Linked DNA regions of Anser cygnoides: region 1 is linked to region 2. Evidence: chromatin contacts called from public Hi-C data. All regions are on one chromosome and are shown on one strand. The core of a region is the stretch at or near the end of the contact, and the rest is flanking DNA. Distances in the headings are between cores, read along the strand shown. Region 1 overlaps HIPK2 (homeodomain interacting protein kinase 2). Region 2 holds the start of HIPK2 (homeodomain interacting protein kinase 2).

What was found. Hi-C and Micro-C count contacts between places; a contact is called where the count stands out from the background.
Region 1: a contact with region 2 is called in a Hi-C map of liver, with 2.4 times the contacts expected there. The contact joins the enhancer-like site here to the promoter of HIPK2 in region 2. A contact is called at or near these places in 3 of 7 Hi-C or Micro-C datasets (all in liver).

The regions. Positions count from the first base shown.
Region 1 is chr1:61,054,377-61,057,230 of Taihu_goose_T2T_genome, forward strand. All of the region lies in intron 2 of HIPK2 (homeodomain interacting protein kinase 2), which reads left to right. Among named protein-coding and RNA genes, the nearest start is that of HIPK2, 61 kb to the left of the region's middle. Within about 2 kb of position 1,330, at least 1 of the 3 cell types and tissues checked has open chromatin away from gene starts, as enhancers often do. A contact at or near this core is called in liver, where this site is marked.
Region 2 is chr1:60,993,953-60,996,703 of Taihu_goose_T2T_genome, forward strand. It overlaps HIPK2 (homeodomain interacting protein kinase 2), which reads left to right and starts at 1,283. Exons shown (of 15, transcript XM_066997849.1): 1 at 1,283-1,633. The coding sequence starts at 1,615.

The DNA.
Region 1 (2,854 bases), core at 80-2,579, 60 kb after region 2:
GCGGATGAAAAACCAATCCAATTTTACTTCATATAGAGGACATGTTTTCCTTTTTTCTTAAATATATATATATCCTGTCCCCTTACTAATCTCCAGACTGCATTCTTAAACATTCTTCAACATTTTTTCCCTTCTTTTTTTTATGGCAGAGTAAAAATAATAAGCTGAAGTCTGAAATAGAATTGTTGCTCTTCAACTTTCCAAAGCAGTAAGGGAAAATAGATTACATACATAGTGAGTTTTAAAAATCAGCCAGTGTGTGGGATATGCTACACCGAGCCTCTTTTCAGAAAAGAACTGGATTGCAGCCTTTAGGAGCTGTGTTTACTGTAAGAGAAACTGAATTTATAGCAAGTAAAGGATGTGGGAAGTACCAGCTCAGTACTGCTGCGATGACTGCAAAGCAAAAATTAAGAAAAAAAAAAAAAGCTGTACAGACAAAACAGGGATTTTCCACTGTGGAGATAAATTACTGGAAGTGCCTGAAATCCATTTGTTCTAGGAAGGTGCACCGTGCAGTCACTTCTGTCTTTAACCTATTGAAGGGTTAAAAGTTGGAGCGCGAAGTGACTCGGGGAGAAACCTCCTGTCACAGCGCTAAAGACTCATTTATTGGGAGAGCGCTACGCTGCTTACTGTAATTGCAAGAAAATTAAAAGAAAGCAAATTAGCTGGGAGCTTTTCAGAACTCTTCCTCCTTTTGCTGACGTTAATGAGATTTTTCCCCATACCAAAGCAGCTTTAATAACTTCCGCCGAGTGGCTTCTGCAAGCCATTGCTTACCGAAGAAAACAAACCTGGCGTGACGGCAGCTCGGCGGCGCGCAGGGGAAGGAAGGGGCAATGTGGGCAGGGGGACTCGTTGGGGTGGTTTGTGTTGCAGCCTGGTGTAGGGATGTGTGCCGGTTGTCTGCCTGCGGACCTGTGCCTCTGCCAGCCCCCATTCCCAGTAAAATGCACCTTTAATGGCTTAGGTCCTCGTGTGGGTCTTGTTGGGGTGGCTGCTGCAAGCGCGAGGGTTGTGCTGTGAGGGTGAAATGTCGTGGGGCTGTGTTTCTGGCCGAGGTATTTCCAGGAAGGTGAGCTTCCTAAACCAGGGTGGAGGTTGGGACAGAGGGGAAGGGCTCAAGTGTGCTCAGCTTCCTTAGCAGGAATTCCTCTGCGAAGCAAGAACCTGCTGCTTTCCAAGAAACTGGGCTAGCAGGAGAGATGCTTTGGAGGCGAGGGAAGGAGAAGAGCGAAATTATCCATGCGTTTGGAGGCCCCTCTGTGGGGAAATGCTGAGTTGCAAGCAAGTTACGTTGCAGGAAAAGGCTGTAAGACCCTTCTTTGCTCCTCGGTCCACCCAGGAGAGAGGTGGCCACCAGGGCTGTGCTGAGCCTGGTCCCTGTGCGAAGGAGGCTGGAGGGGCCGGAGCCGTGTGGATCCCGAAGGGACAAGGGGACGGTGAGGCTGTAGCTCTCCCTTGGCTTGGCTGCGGAGCTTTGCTGCACAGGGCTGCAAAAGCACCTTGGCTTTCCTGCAGGTTGGCGATGGATGCAAATGTTTGTTTGTGGTGGGCATCTCTCTAGCTATGTACACACAAACCCAGTGTATACGTACGCGTGTATGTTGAGTGGGAGTAATATTTTGTAATTTCTAAGGCACTCCTACGTGAAGAGACGTGGGTGCCTAAGAAAACATAGCTGAAAGCAAAATCAACATGACCTAGTAAACAACAGCTATCGAGCACATGTGTGCCTACCGTAAAGCAGATCCTTCCCGCACGGGCTGTGCTTCTCCGGGCCGTGAGGAGTTACTGCCGCTGAGCTGAGAGCTCCCTGCAGGATTTCACTGAGTGCAGGCAGTTGTTCTGCAAACTTTCTTCTGCATTTAACACGCCACTGTCCGGGCATAACAAGCCAACATCCAGCGGCTACAAAGCCTGCTTTGTAGGAAACACTACCCACTAGGTGCGGTGCAAGTGGGGCTGGTTTTTGGCAGTGGTTGCTTGGCAGATACCTTCCTGGTGCTGTCCTGTGGGTGACATCACGATTTGCAAGTTATTAAAAGTTTAGGAGGATTCAGAACATTCTCTTCCAACGGTTTCTAAATATTTCATGCCTGTCATCTAAAGCAGTTTCAGTGCTTCAAAACAGCAGGAGAAAAAATTATGCATTGTATATTTATAATACATGATTGTTGATCTCTGCTGACATTTATCTTTACTCCAGAGAAGAGACCAGATAACTTGGTTGTGGCTGTGAAGGTAAATGTCATAACCGGGATAGCCTGTTACAGATGTGTATTAACCCTTTCAATTAATTTTCTTAACACTTTAATTGGCTTAACAAATGGTCCTGTGATAAATTAGCCCTGTGCTTTTATCCTCCTCATTTAAAGGAATATGTGATGAAAGTTGCACTGCTCCAGAAGTCAGCACAGAGATGCAAACCATAAAATCACTCTCCAGGGATGACAGAGGAGGTCAAGCTGAAGGTGCAAGAGCCCAGAAGATGCTAGCTCTGTGCACGTTAGCAATTAGTATGACCCAGTGGGAGAGGAGCTGTACAGCAAAATACTTGGTGCCAGGGACCTGACACCCATATTTTTGGCCTCGGTGAGGGCTCTTTTGGACTAGGCCCTATTCAGTGGGTGAATAGGCTGTTAATGCTCTGAAACCACCCTGCAATGTGAACATGCAACAATGGGAACAACAGAGAAGTTTGCCTTGAAAGGGCCGAAACTGAAGCAGTGGTGTATTTGCACCCAGTCTTGTCAGTTCCTTACACTTTGTATAATATATGTATTTCTTTTAAGTGCCAGCTCCTGATATCCTACCTTTGTAGGAGAATCTGTTTTGTAACTAAAAAAAA
Region 2 (2,751 bases), core at 33-2,532:
CCAGTGCTGCGGTAGGGGAGGTTTGGGCTGGCGGCAGCAGCAGCGAGCGGCAGCGTTTTTAGGACTGGCCGTAACAGCAGGCATGAAGCGAGTTCGTCATCCCCAGTCTGGTCCCAGACTGCTCACCAGTTAGGAGCTCCAGGCGGGCAGATCCAGACGCAGCTAATGCAGGATCGCAGCCCGAGGTTTTGTTTCCACCTTTGCCAGAGGCTTTGCCGCCCTGTGTCTTGCATGGGTCTCGGCTTCCTTGCTTGTGTCATGGTACCTGGTGACTTAACTTCCTTTGTAAAGCCACTTTCAGGAAAAAAAAAAAAAGGGTTCTGGATAACGTGGCTTTGCCTATAGCTTTACCGTATGAATCGACAAAAACGATGCCGGTCGGGTTGGTGCTCTTACAGCAAGAGCTGAATGAGGGAGATGGATCCTTCAAAATAAAAACGGGGGGAGGGGTAGCAGTGGCTGTCAATCTCAATAAGTAAACACTTCTTTGATGTGGTTCTTTAAAAAAAAAAAAAAAACAATAACCCAAATCCTAAAAGCAACATCGTATGTTTATTTTAAACGCATCCGCTAAATATTTACACTGAAAGCAAGCTAAACGAAAAAAAAAAGGAAAAACTGGAACTTTTGTCAGTGAACCAGATTGTGAAATGCCTTGAGGGAATAGAAGATTTATTTGGGGAGAGGGCGAGAGGTAGGAATTTTCCATGCTATTGTAAAACATGAGCTCAAATTATATGATCCCCACAGCCAGTGAATTGCAAAGCTTCAATCAGCTGCCTTTTTTATTTTTTTTTTCTCCCTTCCTCTCTTTTCTATAAAGAGGAGGGGGGGAAGACAGAAGTGTTTCACCAACTTCTGTTGACTGTTCCTTTTTTCTCCTGATTGAAATGTGTTGTTAAACAAGATCCCACATAATCTCAGCAGAGGGTTTCTCTCGCTCGCTCGCTCCCTCTCCTTCTGGGAAGCCGCGATCAGTGCCATCGGCGCTTGATTATTTGCAAACTCCCTTCGCTCGCTTTTTTTTTTTTTTTTTGCCCTTTTTTTTTTTTTTTTTTTTCCTCCTCTCCCTCTCCGTCTTCCCTCTCTCTCCCTCCGTCTCTCTCTCTCTCTCCCCCTTCCTCTCGCCCCCAGCGCAACTTTTGCAGGCGCCCCGGCACACGCAGCCATGCCGCGCTGAGAGCGGGGGCACCGCGCCAGCCCCCCTCCTTCCCTCCCTCCCTCTCCCTCTCTCCCTCCTCCCTCTCCCTCCCTCCCTCCCTCCCTCCCTCCCCAGCGCCGCCGTCCCGAGCCGGGGGGGCCCCGCCGCCCGCCGCCCCTGCCCGGCCCCGCGCCGCGCCTCGCCCCGGCCCCGGCCCGGCCCGGCCCGGCCCGGCGCCGCCGCCCCCCGCCCGCTCGCCCGCCCGCCCCGGCCGCGTCGGAGGGCCGGCAGCGGGGCTGGATGTGCCCGGCTCCCCCCGCGCTGAGGCGGGCGGCGATGCAGAAGGCAGGCGGCAGCTTCGCCTCCGCCGAGAGACACCCGCTCAAGATGGCAGATGTGTGTTGAGTTTGGGGGGCTGCGATCTCGCGTCGTTCGTGGCGGCGTTGCCATGAATAACAGGCGTCCTTGCACCGATGGCCCCCATGTACGAAGGTAAGCCCCCCCACCCCCAGCCCGGCACGGCTCGGCGCGGCTCCCCTCGCCCTCCCCGCGGGACCGGGGGTCCCCCGCCGCCCGCAGCTCGCCGTGCCCCGGGGAGGCTGCCGCCGGGGCGCCCCAGCCCTGCCCGGCGCCCCGCGGGGGGGGACCGGGGCGAGGACGGACGGGGGTCGCCGCCCGGTTGCCCCCCCCGCCCCGGGCACCCCCTTTACCCCCCGGTCCTGCGGTTCGGGGCTCTCGGGCCCCGGCGGGGGGCGGCGGGCGAAGTCCGTGCCGGTGCCGAGCAGAACAATGAGGTGGCCGGAGCTTGCCCTGCGCCTCGGCGCGGCTCTCGCTGCCGGCTCCTTTCGCCTGCCTGCACGGAGTTGCCCCCCCCCCCCCCCCCCCCCGGGGAGCAGGGACCCCGGTGGCAGCGGGCAGGGGGCACGGGGCTGCCGGCAGCCTCCTGTCAGCTCCCCGGCTTGTGCCGGAGCCCTGCGGGGGGAAGCCCAAGTGCCCTAACTTAGTTCTTTGGGGCTCGGGGGGGGGGGGGGGGGGGGTGCACGTTTTGGGGTGGCTAAAAAAAAATAATAAATTAGGTGTGCGTGTATCGGTGTGCGTGTGAACGGCTCGGTTTAAATCCCCTGGCGGTGCGTTTACGGGAGGGTGCCGGGGGAGCATTACATAAAGCGGGGGGAAGCCCACCCCGCCTTCCCTTCGCCCGGTGCCGGTGCTGGGGGGGCCGGCAGCGGGACTGGGGCTGCGCGGCGAGGCTCGGCAAAACTTAATCCGAGGGGAAAACCGACTCCGGGCTGCGGCGCCCGGGACGAGGGCGGTGTAAAGTTACCGCCCCGCCGGGTTATTCCTGGGCAGCCCCGCACGGCCGGGACCCCGCGGGAGACAAAGACGGAGCGTTTTCGGCAGCGGAGGGAGGCCGGCCGGCCCTCTCCTCCCCTCCCCTCCCCTCCTCTCCCCTCCCTTCCCTTCCTTCCCTCCCCGTCTGCCGGAGCCCGGCGCCGCCGGGGGGCGCGGAGGGGCCGCGGCGGCGGGGCCCAGCACGGCGGTGGCGGCGGCGGGCCGGTGCCGGCGGCGGGCCCGGGGTGCCGCTCGGTGCCGGCCCTCCGGCGGCGCCC